2 separate regions of the Hordeum vulgare genome follow, and region 2 is linked to region 1. Evidence: chromatin contacts called from public Hi-C data. All regions are on one chromosome and are shown on one strand. The core of a region is the stretch at or near the end of the contact, and the rest is flanking DNA. Distances in the headings are between cores, read along the strand shown.

What was found. Hi-C and Micro-C count contacts between places; a contact is called where the count stands out from the background.
Region 2: a Hi-C map of leaf shows a contact between it and region 1, with 4 times the contacts expected there. The contact joins the promoter of LOC123429918 here to the promoter of LOC123425842 in region 1. A contact is called at or near these places in 1 of 6 Hi-C or Micro-C datasets (leaf) and 1 of 1 datasets of contacts at active chromatin or transcription factors (embryo).

The regions. Positions count from the first base shown.
Region 1 is chr2H:202,105,936-202,112,686 of MorexV3_pseudomolecules_assembly, reverse strand. LOC123425842 (protein translation factor SUI1 homolog) reads right to left here and starts at 1,617. Exons shown (of 5, transcript XM_045109586.1): 1 at 1,366-1,617; 2 at 319-394; 3 at 18-229. The coding sequence starts at 355.
Region 2 is chr2H:202,240,099-202,246,910 of MorexV3_pseudomolecules_assembly, reverse strand. It overlaps LOC123429918 (probable xyloglucan endotransglucosylase/hydrolase protein 8), which reads left to right and starts at 4,020. Exons shown (of 4, transcript XM_045113887.1): 1 at 4,020-4,434; 2 at 4,526-4,626; 3 at 4,774-4,976; 4 at 5,630-6,340. The coding sequence starts at 4,035. The coding sequence ends at 6,041.

The sequences.
Region 1 (6,751 bases), core at 368-2,867:
TCGTTGTTTCAACACACCTGTCCAAGTTCTGTGTCCTGGACAACTGTACCATTGCAGCAAAACTCTTTCTTGAGGTCTTTGAGGATCTTGCTGTAGCTGAACTCCTTCTTCAGACCCTGGACAGTGGTCAGGCTCTTGCGACCATTACGCTGCTGGATGCGTACATGCACGTAGTCCTTTGATCCGGCAGCTGCACCAGCGTCCCCAGCATTCGCCTCGGCAAAGGGGTCTGTATGTAGCAGCAAAACAATTAAGCAAGACACTCCAAACAATGCAAGCAATTTCAAGTATACTTGGGATGGAAAACGACAGGCATACCAAAGGCAGTTGGGATCTGAACGTCGAGATCAGACATGAAAACTCCTGGTGAGAGTGGCAAAAGCTACACCAAGAACTGTACACAGTAAGAAAATGAATCATTAGGGCATGCGGTACAGAGAGGTGAATGACAGCCTCATAATTTCTCATTTGTACAAGCAAGCAGTCCATGGCTTTGACCACTGACAAAATAATTTGCATCAGAGGTACTTATTTTGCACAGTTAAATTAAATTAAAGAAAGATAAAATCATCGAATCAGTGAGGTATTTCTATACAGAAACCAAGGAACAACAGTCAAAGCCAAACTGATGCCTTACACCACAAGCAATCAGCACTGTTCTTATTGGACCTAAATGATTACTGAACAATTTTCCAAAACTAGTCGAGCAACCTGCACGATTCGTGCGGCGAGCTTTGATGTCTTCTACCATTATTTACAGTTTTCTTATATATGTGAATTTTATCATCCTTTATGATCGTTGTTTCCTTCAGATTTTCTTAGGTAGTACATACTGCGAGTTTTTCCTAAAAAAAGGTTTCTTCCAAGTTCAAAATCACAAATAGCATGTCTTAATATGTACAGGCATGTGCAGTGCTGGTCTTAACATAATTTAGTTGTCCTGACAAATTTATACCCTTTGCTCAAAAAGATGTTTCTACGAAATGAAAATACCTGTATTGAGCTAATCATGCTATGTTTGTGCAGAAAAATAGCATCAGGATTGGAATCTCTAATCTTCTTTAGAAAAACATCATAGATATCACAATCAATACGCGATTGTACAGTATATATAAGAACACACGACCTTATGAATAGGTGTCGAAAGAGAACAAGATCCAAGAATACCTACCCGGCTCGACCCTAAATGAATCCCTAAACGGCCTAAGAAAGAAGCACGGAAGAGCATAACAGGATCGCAAGTCAAGATCAATCTATAACCATACAGATCCTCACCACAGAAGGGGATCCTGATTATACAGAACTAACCGCAGATCAACAACAGGCCATAGAGATGAAGCAAGAACCACGGTGCAGGGGGCATACCCTCGGAGGCGGTAGAGGAGGAAGAGATCAGCCAAGAACTTCTCCCGGGAAGATTTGGATCGCGGAGAGGCGCCTGGTAGTGAGTCCTTGGTGTTCTTCCTCCTCTTTGGGTTTGATGCCTCCTATATAAAGACGAGGGAAGGAGAGGAATTTATAGACGGGCGGAGGAGGACGCCTCTGGGTTCCTTGCCTTGCCCCCCTTTTCCTCTCCTCTCTCTCCCCTCTTTAGGCCGCAAAGCCTGCCCTTCTCCACCGTCAGTTGGCTGAATATTATTATTCGGGTTAGTTACTTTGTGGCAGCCACTTTGTCGGTGTTCGTGTGCCGAAGTCGGGAATGGAGCACGAGGGAAACGGGTTCTTCTAAAACAGGGTACACCGTCGTTGTTGCTTGCTTTCAAGGGCTTGTTTGTTTTGTAGGGTCTAATCAGAACTTGGACCCTGCGAGAAGAAAACAGATTGATTGATTGTGAGCATATATTATTAAATTTACATCACATGAACTTTAAAGCAGTTTTGGGTCTGTCTCATGAGGCATTGTTCGAATCGGCAGTTTTTCGCAAGCGAGGCCCTATCGAGCCACATGGACGGTGAGGGTTACACGCGAGGAGCCACCCGAGAAGCTACGTTGCTTCCCGAAGCGATGGCAGTTATTACGCTCATCGATCTCTCTCCCCACTCTACTCTTCCCTCTCTCCACTCACCTACGGCGAAGGCAGTGTGCAGCAGATCGGAGAACAGCAAGTCGACCTCCGGTCACCTTCACCGGCATCCGTGATGCAACACTTCGGCAATGGCGGTAAGCAATTTTTCCCCTCCGCACCTACTACTTTGCATTCGATTCGGGTTTAGTTTCGATCCGCGTTAGGGAACGGGGAATCGGGGTATCATAGCATCGTCATGGCTAGCGGTAAATATGAAGTTCCCGATCCGTATTGAGTACAATAGGGATGCGATTAGGGTTCATCTTACACGGTACGCACAGATCTTATCCTCGGGGACCCCAGAGGCGATTGGAGCGGCGGGTGGCCTTGGCCTTGGTCTTGGTCTTCTTCGTCTCTTCTTCCTCATCGGAGTCCAGCTCGATGGGCATGCTTCGGTGCCCTCGTTCCGCACCCTCACAATCATGGCCACAGCATCTTCTTCCACCTTCATACCATCGGTTCATGATCCTCCTCCAATGGCACCACCATAGTGTTTGTGGTGAAGTACACTGTCGCACGATGATCATGAGGACGCCGGTACTATCTTTACTTGGCCCACTTTGCCCTCTGTCCAACGTCGCCGGAGTCGGCCTAATTCATGGCCCAAAGAAGTTTGTCGACTCACATAGCGCCCTTCCCTGGGTCAGGAATCAATGTCTTCAACTCCTCCGACGTGTCCTTCTTCATCACAACGTCTGACTCTTTGTGCAGCTCTTCCATGCTACTGAAGTTTGAGCACACTTCCATGTTGTTCTCAAACTTGGTACGGTTACCGAGTGAGCACCCTAGAAAGAATGCCCTCCATCCAATGCCCCAGGGGAAAAGGGTTGAAGATGGGGTTGGGGTTCGACTTGCTACCGGAGTTCATGTCGATGGGTTGGAGGAAGAGTGAGAGATAGATAGGTGGAGTGGTGACCGTTGTCGGTGTCAAAGCTGTCTGATCTCGAGTAGGGGGTCTGAACTACGGACCTTGGGTCGATGGGTAATATGAGACGAAGGAGATGATGTTTTACCCAGGTTCGGACCCTCGTGATGGAGGTAATACCCTATGCCCTGCTCTTGTTGTATTGATGAAGTAGTACAAAGTACATAGTTGATCTACCTCGAGATCAGATGTTGTTGTCTAAACCCTAATCATGATGAGCTTAATGTGTCCTACGAACTATGACCCTTGGTTTATATAGATACCAGGGGTGCTAGGGTTATACAAAGTCGGTTACAATAGGGAAGGAATATGCCGATTACTATGTTGCCTTGGATCGTACGCCAAGTCTTCGAAAGAGTCCATCTTGATTCTCATACTTCTAATGATGACCGAACAGGCCCGGGAGTCCGACCCATAGATAGGCGGCACGAGGACCCCTTAGTCCCGGACTCCCTTAGTAGCCCCCGAACTAGCCTCCAATGTCGTAGTCTAGGCCCACCATCTTCACGTTTCTGCGATCTTCGGCTTGCGGGGCAAGTTTCACCTTATATTTGGCTGATCCTATTCCACATTGTTTTTTATCTTCGACACATGAAACACCGCTGAACCCACAAAAATTAATATTTTCTTCCCGCAGGGTTAACCACCTCCTCGATTCCTGCGCGCCAATGAAAATAGGTGGTTCCATCCCAAAGAAAAAAAGAGAAGTTCCTTATCATATAACCTGCGCGTGCCCCCCAGCAACGCTCCCCATTCCCTTCAACACATTGAGAAGAACACCAGAGAAACGAAGACATGGCGACTGCTCCAGTCTCATCCTCACGCCCTCATGGCTCTCTTCCAGGAGATTGGGCTAGTTGCTCAGTCTCGCGCCTCCGTCTGCACGAGATTGAGGTGCAAGGGTATTTGTCTGACTCGGATCTGCCATCCTAAATTTTCCGAACACGAGTTTGGAGCCTTGAGTTCGGTAGACGTGCACCTCGGAGCTGCCCGAGCAGGACTTGAAGGAGTAGCCAGCTGTATGTCAACAAGCCTTAAGGTATGTATTCAATTTTTTGCCATTGTGTACAAATCCCAAGCCACCAGCCCCCGATCTTCGATTGGGTAGTATGGTCGATCTGAGGGTTAACCACAACTGTCAGCATGCTTGTTTGGCTACGAGGGACAAGAATAAGGAGTTGTCCCAGGAGATTGGGACGTACCGAACACAACTAGAGGTTGCGGAAGCCAAACTAGAACAAGTGAAGAGTTTCACGAGACAAGCACATGGTGAGAATTCTTATTTTTAACTCATGTCCGTAATTGTCCTATTGTCCTTCTTAAATGAAAGTATATTTTGTAGCAGATGAATCTATAGGTCAATTGCAAAAAGATCTCGAAGCAGCCAAAGACTCACAAAGGCGAGCTATAACTCGTTATTCCGAAGTGTTGATGAAAATAAAAAGCTTAAGACGGAAAAACAAGAACATATAAGCCAAATTTAGAGTTTAAACACTCAACTGGCACAAGCTACCGAAGAGAACAAGAGAATGAAGGGTGGAATGTTCAGTAAGTAATATGTCAAACTTTGTAAATATACAAATACAAGTTCTGATATTAACAGAAATTCCATTCCTCGTTATATCACTCCTGACTAGGCGGCCTGAGGAAGAAGCCAGTTCATTTAGTGTTGACCTTCTAAAGGAATTTTCCATAGCTTATGAACGTTGGGTGAAAAGCGATGAAAAGCATGCTGAAGGCATTATGGTTAGCCGAGGGGCCTCCGGGAAGGATATCAGAACTGGATGAGCGCTTTAAAGGAGCTCGATGCCGATTTGAATTGTGGAAAACATCGACGTGCGATGAAGGTGCCAGGGAGGCATGGGCAATGGTGAAGATGAGGTTTACTAAGCCTAATCATCAAGAACTGGCATGAGTTGGGCCGGCGGGGCCCGATGGTCAGGAGGTGCCCCTTCACTTAGTTTATGACCAAGTGATGTCTGTCGCATGCTTGTCACAACAAGATTGCCGCCTAGATGTAATAAGAGACAACCTAGACCAGCACCCCATTGTGTGATTTTATGTAACTAAGTATCTATATCACTTTGTTGTCCGTCCAATATGTTAATACTGTCTTAACCGACCATTCTCTTCTTCCTCCCTTGACAGAAATCAGGAAGTGTTCTATACTATGTAACTTGTGAAATAGGTACACAGTTTGGGGAACCAGGCAATCTGGCCATACGGTGCTAATAGACAGACAATTATCATGGAGTTATGTTATATTAATTTTATTTAGTAAGAAACATCTTCCCAAGAAAATAGTTCCTTTATAGGTTCCTTTCTCTCAGTTTTTGAGCATCCATTGTGTGCGGGTCGAGCGTATGCTTGGGAATTTTAACCCTTTGTGATAGCCACCTAATTATTGTCACCTTCCTAGTGTCGTACCAATTTGTCATTAAGAACCCTAGCTTTCGGCTTCACCCATCTGAGGTACGTATCTGGATTACTTGGTCATAACAATCGCACAGATGCTCCCTTTATCCTCTAGCAGAACAATTGGGAACGTAGAGGATAAACACAGGAGCCAAGCAACCCAGCTTGGCAAAATCTTAAGTCAAATCTAGTGCATTTTGAGGCTTAAGTATAGGAAGAATATATGCATCATGAAAGAGATGCACAAATGTACTATTATCGGCTTTAGAAAGCCCCAAGGTGTATACATAAGATACATGTTCATGGTCACGGTTCAGTTAATCTGAACACAAATTGGGACATGTTGATCCAATTAAAGGAGGAAAAATGATACGGGAAGAACTAAAAAGGTAACGAGGGAATAAATTAGCATGACCACACCAGCTTAGCTGTAGAAACTCCGAAGACGAGATGCGTTCCATGGGTTTCGGAGAGTGGACCGCTGAAAATACACGAGAAAGGTGATGAAGATGGTGATGTCGATGAACACGATCACCGTGGCGATGGTTCCCCCGACGGCACTCCGGTGCCACCGGAAGAGAGGGGTAGAAAGTCTCCCCCCTTAGACCTCCTCCTTCATGGACTCTCCCAAGATGGAGAGATGTTCTCCCCTCTGGGCCTTGGCCTCCATGGCTCCCGTAGCGGCGAGAGCCCCTTCGGGATTGGATCGCTCTCTCCGTTTTTCTCCTGTTTTTGCTATTGTTTTCTCTCCAGATTGTTTTTTCGTCGATACAGAGAGCTGCGGGGGAGGAACTTCTGATCTAGGGTAATTTCTGGAGTTTGCTATATTTATAGGATTTTTGGGCATTGGAATCACGCCAAGATGGCCCACGAGGTGCCCACTATACATCAGCCCACTTGATGGGGTTATAGTCCCAGGGTAGGGTCATAGGCCTGCCCTATAGGTCCTACCCAAGGACTACCCTTCATAAGGGACAAGGCCCTTAGTCAGTTCCGACTGAATTAAGGACTTCCCATCATCCAGTCGGTCACGATTCCTCCATCATCCAGTCGGAGATGAGCATTCGGAACGTATCAAACGTACCAACCGGATTCCACTCTATACATCGTAACCCCCCTGGAGGGCAACGGTCATACGTTTTCATGTACCATTATTAGCATTTAAGGCATACGTTACCTGTAATGTAGGCATTTATTCGCCACTACACCACCCCTGTGCACCGAACCGTTGTGAAGGGCAGCGCACTCTATATAAGCCGCCCTTCCCCACTGGTACAGGGGTTAGCATTTCACTGTAATCCATATTCCACTCGACATCAAGCTCCCAAGAGCACTGAGACGTAGG
Region 2 (6,812 bases), core at 2,771-5,270, 130 kb before region 1:
CATCCAATTCATGTGCACTTTGATTACCATGCCATTTCTTTTTTTTTCCAGGACTTTTCTTTTTCTTTTTCTGTCACCTGAAAGGACCAAACTGCCCTTGATGCTATCTACGTATTTAGAAATCAAATCAACACACGCTGGAGAGATCTCAACGTTGGACGCGGTGAGGCTGCCATCAAATGCTGGAGAGATCTCAACGCTGGACGTGGTGAGGCTGCCAGCAACTTCCCTGCTGCAGTGTGTCGCCGATCTCCTTGCCGATGCATGCTGCCGATCTCCTTGCCACCGCGTGCCACCAATCTCCTTGTCGCCGCGTGCTGCCGATCTCCTTGCCACCGCATGTCCGTCGCCCTGTACCGCAGTGGCGACATGGAACCCAATCTTGTTGGACGGTACTATGTTTTACCTTTTCCTCAGTATTCATCCCTGGCATGTTCCCTGATGATACACATTGACATAAAAAAATTCAGGGATTATATACCAGATTATTGAGAATGGAAGTACTAAATCATGGTGAGGAACTACAGGATGATCACACAATTTTTTTGTATTGCATATGATAATTTATATTGCGATAGATATATGCATTGTAAAAATATGGTCACTAACTCAGTCTTGTGTTTATATTTTCCTACTTTTTTGGAATATGCATGATTCGGAGGTCGCACTCCGCAACAGTACTAATAATCCATATTTATTGGTTAAGGCCTCTTCAACTATACAACCAACACCACATATCATACAAGTTCACTGGGATAACTTACAAATAGTAGAGACACACGATGATGAAGGTAGAATTGAACTACTGAGTGAGGATCAACTGTGTGAGATTTTGGGCTTAAAGGATGAGGAAGAGAAAAAAAGTAAGACTTAACCAAAGCATCGTAGAATGGTTGAGCACGGGAGAAATAATGAAGATGCTGACATTCCTGCTAGCGATGCCATACCAAATGAAGTAGTCATTACATATGACAAGGACCACCCAACAATGGACCTAGGCACTATGTACCCATCAATAAAGGAATTCAGGTTAGCAGTAAGGCAATTTGCCATCAATGGGGAGTTTGATCTAGGCACGGAGAAGTCAGATAAGAAGAGATTTAGAGGGTTCTGCAAGTCAAGTGAAGATTGCCCTTGGAGAATTGTTGGCAGCCTACAAGATGATAAATGTACTATAAAGGTGAAATCAGGCTAATTATGTAACCTCGATTTATTATTTAGAATATGTATGTTTGTATGTATGTGTCCTATTTTACTAATATAATTTCCATTCCTTTTAAAATTCTATATGCGCATGTCACAGTTTTAGTTGATCATCATGATTGTATTTCAAGTAGGAGGGTGAAGACCATCACGCCATCTCAGAACTGGGTAGCTAGCAAGGCTGTGAGTATCCTTAGGGATTCACCCAATATGTGTACTAAAGAATTACAGAAAAAGTTGCATGAACAACACTCCGTCACAATTTCATATGACACGGTTTGGAGGGGGAGAGAAAAGGCTCTCGCTGAGGTTTATGGTAAATGGGAAGAGAGTTTTGAGATGTTATACAGATGGAAGGCTGGGGTACTCAAGAGATCACCTGGAAGTGTAGTGGAGATTGAAGTACTTGAAATAGATGGTAATGTGTACTTTCATCGGTTTTTTGTGCACTTAAACCATGCATTGATGGTTTTTTGGAAGGATGTAGGCCACATCTGAGTATAGATTCTACTTCATTGAATGGAAGGTGGAATGGCCATTTAGCCTCGGCTACAGCAGTTGATGGCCACAATTGGATGTATCCACTTGCTTTCGGGTTCATAGCATCTGAGACGAAAGACAATTGAAGTTGGTTTATGAATCAACTTAAGAACGCAATAGGAGATCCTCCACTTCTTGCAGTATGCACAGATGCTTGCAAAGGATTGAAGAATGCGGTGAAGAATGCGTTTCCCGATGCTGAACAAAGGGAATCCTTTTACCATCTTATGAAGAATTTTGTGAAGAGGTTCCATGGGTTTGGAAGGATGTATCCTGCAGCAAGGGCCTACAAGAAAGATGTATTCACACAACATATGACAAAAATTATTAAAGAATCAGGAAGGCGAGGGCAAGCCGCGCCACGTGCAGCCATGGACGCAGACCGGTGGCGAGGTACAGTAGATCGTGGAGGCGAGGGGAAGACGAGAGCGAGTTGCGCCACAGCGCGGGGGGATGCGCGGCGGCGAGCCTTTGTTGTTCGCGGAGGCGTGCGTGAGCAGTGAGCTGGTGCGCAGCGGCGAGCAAGCTTCAGCGACCAGCAAGCTTTAGAGTAAGCCACAACTTATTTTCTATCCACACACGCATAAGGATAAGGTTGAAAGGGCAGGGGTAGTTTAGTCCTTCCAAATGCTAGAAAATGGAAAAAAATAATAAAAACAATGGAAAAAAGGGAAATGGCATGGTAATCAAAGTGTGCATAAGCTGGGTGGCATTTTTACAAAATCAATCTTAACAATGGCAATTTAGCGAAGCCCCGTATCGAAAGTGGCAAATAATTAAATCTCTCTGCTAAGACATATGATCAATACGAATGTCGTCAAACCACAGCCTGCTCCCGATGATACACACACGCGTGCAAAAATTCTCCCCTCCAGTGCAAAAATCCCGCTGATACAGGCCTGGGTGAAGGGACGGCTGAAAAATTTCTCCTTCCTAATGCAAAAATTCTGCCGGGCAATCCGAGAAGGCCAAAAAAACATCTCCTGAGATGAAAGAACGGGTGGAGACCGAGCCTAGCACTAAAAGCCGGCGCAGTCCTAGCTAGCCTCTTTTCATTTTCTTGAGAAAAAAAGATAGCGTAGGTCCTGTACGATGATGGTTCAGTGAAACATTCAACACTAGTATTTGTGCAACGTACTACACCGGCTTGTCCCGTGCCTGAAACCCCGGGTTACAGTTGCGCTGCCGGCCCCCTCTTTCCGCTCGATTTGGCCCCGTCTCACCACATCCCCGGGATCCCGGTTCTTTTTCTTTTTTATCCCCTGACGCCGCCCGTAAAACCTTGATAAGATTCCCATCACCACAAACTGACGAGATGCACTCCAAAGTTGTAGACCTCACTGTTACATGAACATGAGACACACATGCTTGTGTCAGGCCTGAAAGATTGGTCGATGAACCTCATCCACAGCGTGTTAAGACTTCCTGTCGATCGTTTGATCACCGCACCGTTGGCAAAGTCTTCCTCCGTTTTACCACCGCAAATCTTCCACCGTTCCATGACTCGGCACGACGGAGGCAGAGCCGCAGAGCGCAGCTCAAGACCTCGCGTAGCCGCAATTAATCCGGTGGCCAGATGAAGATGATACGTTCATGTGACGGCCACGAGTGCAGCTGGATCCTGCTAGATCTGAAGCTCGTCTCGTCTGTGGCAACCAGTGCCCTGCAGTGGTAGTATTATACTACTACCACTGCCCTGCGGCAGCAGTAGTAATGTAGTCCTCGTATCCTGTTTGAAACGCAGAAAGCCAGTGATGACAGATAAACAAGTAAAGTAAAAAATAAATAAATAATCATCAGAGGCGGCCGCAACGCAACGGTGCGATTTCAACCAAGGTACTTTTGGTTCCTGGCTTAGAATTAGAATTCGTTAGATTGGACCGATTAAAAAACATACAAACGATAAGATTAGAGTTGGTTAGATGCATTTAATCCTAAAAAAATAACCGATCCAAATAGTAATTATTTGAGTTGGAATTAGGTGGGGCTTAAAAAAAGTTATTTTTTCTTCAACCTTCGTCACACCAAATCCTGGTTAAAGGAATCAAATGATTGAAAAAAAATGCATTTATTGACCACACCAAATCCTGATTAAAGAAGTTAAATGATTGAAAAAAGTGTATTTATTGATAATCTAACCATATCATCCAAACACTTTTTTTACTTCAGGGCTAAAATCTAATTTTAATTTTTAACCGAATTAGAGTATCCAAACAGTACCAAGGACGGGCAAAAAAGCAAACAACAAATGCAGCTTGTGCCGGACTTGCTTTAGAACGGCAGCTTAAACTATGAAAGCACCCTCTGGTCTCGGTCTAGCCTATAAGAAAGCTGTGTCCTGTGCCTTGTGCTTTGCCCCGGACCAAAGCATTAGCACGCTCCTCCACAGTCCTCCCCTCTGCCTGCCCCTGTGTGGCTTTGCCGTTTCCCGTCCCACATTCGTCGTCGGCGGTACAGTATTCGTTTCCTCTTGGGGGTGGGGAGCGATGGGACCTTGGAGGCGTCCGTGCGTCGGCGCTCTCCTGGCGTGCGCCGCCATTGCGGCTTCTTGCTGCTGCTTCCAGCTCCAGGGCGCTGATGCGGCGGCGAGCCCGTCGTTCGGGGACAACTTCGAGATCACCGGCGCCAAGGACCACGTCAAGACCTCCCCCGACGGCCAGACGTGGTACCTCTCCCTCGACAACAAGACGGGTATATTGATTGGCGCACGCACGCATGCATATAGGAGAGGTAAAAGGATCGTCGTCTCTTGTCTGAGCTTCTCTTTGCTTGCTTCTTCCAGGCGTCGGGTTCCAGACGAAGCAGAAGTACCTGTTCGGGTGGTTCAGCATGAAGCTCAAGCTCGTCGGAAACGACTCCGCCGGCGTCGTCACCGCCTACTACGTACGTACTACTGTACTTACTATCCGGTATCCTTTTCCCAGCCCGGCAGGCGGCAGCAGCGCCCGGCCGATTAAACCAACTCGATGGAAGGGAAGGGAGGAAACCAAACTAGTAACATGTTAATGGAGTGCGTTTGATCATCATCAGATGTGCTCGGACCTTGACGCTGCGCCGGAGCGCGACGAGCTGGACTTCGAGTTCCTGGGCAACCGCACCGGCGAGCCGTACATCATCCAGACGAACGTGTACCGCAGCGGCGTGGGCGGGCGGGAGATGCGGCACTCGCTGTGGTTCGACCCCACCGCCGACTTCCACAGCTACTCCATCCTCTGGAACCCCAAGCAGATCGTGTAAGCAACCCATGGATTCCTTTGCTGCAACTTGCAATCAATTAAGCTTCCGATTGATCTAGCGTTAACGGAGAGTGTAATCTGGGATGGGAGGGTGGGGTTGCCGGCCGGATTTAGTAGCTGCGGGGGCAGTTGAATTGAATGGATCCACCCACTCACCCCTGCATTTGGGTCACTCCGAGTCCGATAGATAGATAGATACCCACTGGACCCGACCCTTGGACTTGGTACGTGCTAGTAGCAAAACTAGGCCGTGTCGCCGTGCTCTTGATACGTGCAGCACCCTGTTTGGGACCAAACAATGCGTGTCGCCGTGCACTGTGTGTACATTGTAGACTGTACCACATGCCGCCCAATCTTCTTCTTTTCTTTCCTCTCTTCTCGCGCGGCCTCGGATGCACAGCATGTACTACGTATACTGCTGAAAGAGAAACTTTCCGCTCTCCAAACTGCGGCAACAGTGGCGTGGGCGCACATGCTTTCGTCCCGTCCGTGCTCGCTTGCTGTAGTATATTATATAGTGTACTGGGATCGAGATCCGACTTGCATTTGCAGCTGGCCAGCTGCCAAGTTGCCATTGCCTTCACTGCGAGAGACATCGTCGCATCGAAAAATTGATGTCGATATTTTATGTACTCTACTGCTGTTTGCAGGTTTTTCGTGGACAAGGTGGCGATCAGGGAGTACCGGAACTCTGCCAAGCCCAACAAGTTCTTCCCGATCATGAAGCCCATGTACGTCTTCTCCAGCATCTGGAACGCCGACGACTGGGCGACGCGCGGGGGCCTGGAGAAGACGGACTGGACCAAGGGGCCCTTCGTCTCCTCCTACAGCGACTTCACCGCCGACGCCTGCGCCTGGCCGTCCGGCCCGGCCCCGCCGGCCTGCGCGGCCGCCACCGGGGACAGCTGGTGGGACCAGCCGCCGGCGTGGGCGCTCGACGACGGCCAGCGCCGGGACTCGGGCTGGGTGGCCAGGAACCTCGTCATATACGACTACTGCGGCGACCGCAAGAGGTTCCCGACCGTGCCGGAGGAGTGCGCGCTCAGGACCACGACTAGCTAGCTAGCTCCCTGGAGTACTTCTTTCTCTCTCGCTTCACCCTCACGTGCATGATTCTTTTTTTGGGGGGTGGCGTCTCGTACGTGGTGTAGCTATCGATTGGTGGATGGATTTTATTCTTTTCTTTTGCGATGATGATGAGGTGCACATGCGGACGTGCATGTATGGTGATGCGGCAATTGATTGCCCGGGGTGGCTCAGCTCTCATGTGATGTGAGGAAGATGATGAATTTTTTGTTCCGATGCCATCCATGCGATGGCCCAAAACTTCATGGGAATGGTCCCATGATAATCAGCTTGGACTTCTCAACTGTATTATGTATGTATGTATACTCTCCTCTCGGTTAGTTAGTGGATGAATTTTCGCGGTGGCAGCGGAGGGAAAACATGGAAACGTGTCAGAGCCGGGCAGGCATGGGCGAAACGCACACGTCGAGATGAGATCTCATCTCCTTCGACATGCTTGTCAGGAAAACAAAAATAGTGGTTCCTGCCTGCCTGCCGCAGATCTGGTCCTCGCTGTAAAATGACGACGTGACCAGATGTTCCTTTCGTGCCTCTGCTGGTGCTGGGGAGCAAAGAAGAAGAAAAAAAAGGGTACTGGACGAGCATCTGCATGTGTGAGACTGAGACGGATAAAGCAGTAAATAAACAGGAAGAATCCAAAAAGCACGGGGCGGCAAATTTTCAATTTTAACCTTTTTGCAAAAGTTAAGTAAGACCTGTCACTACTTTGGAACCATTTTCCTATTACTGGGGTCGATGGGTAGCATA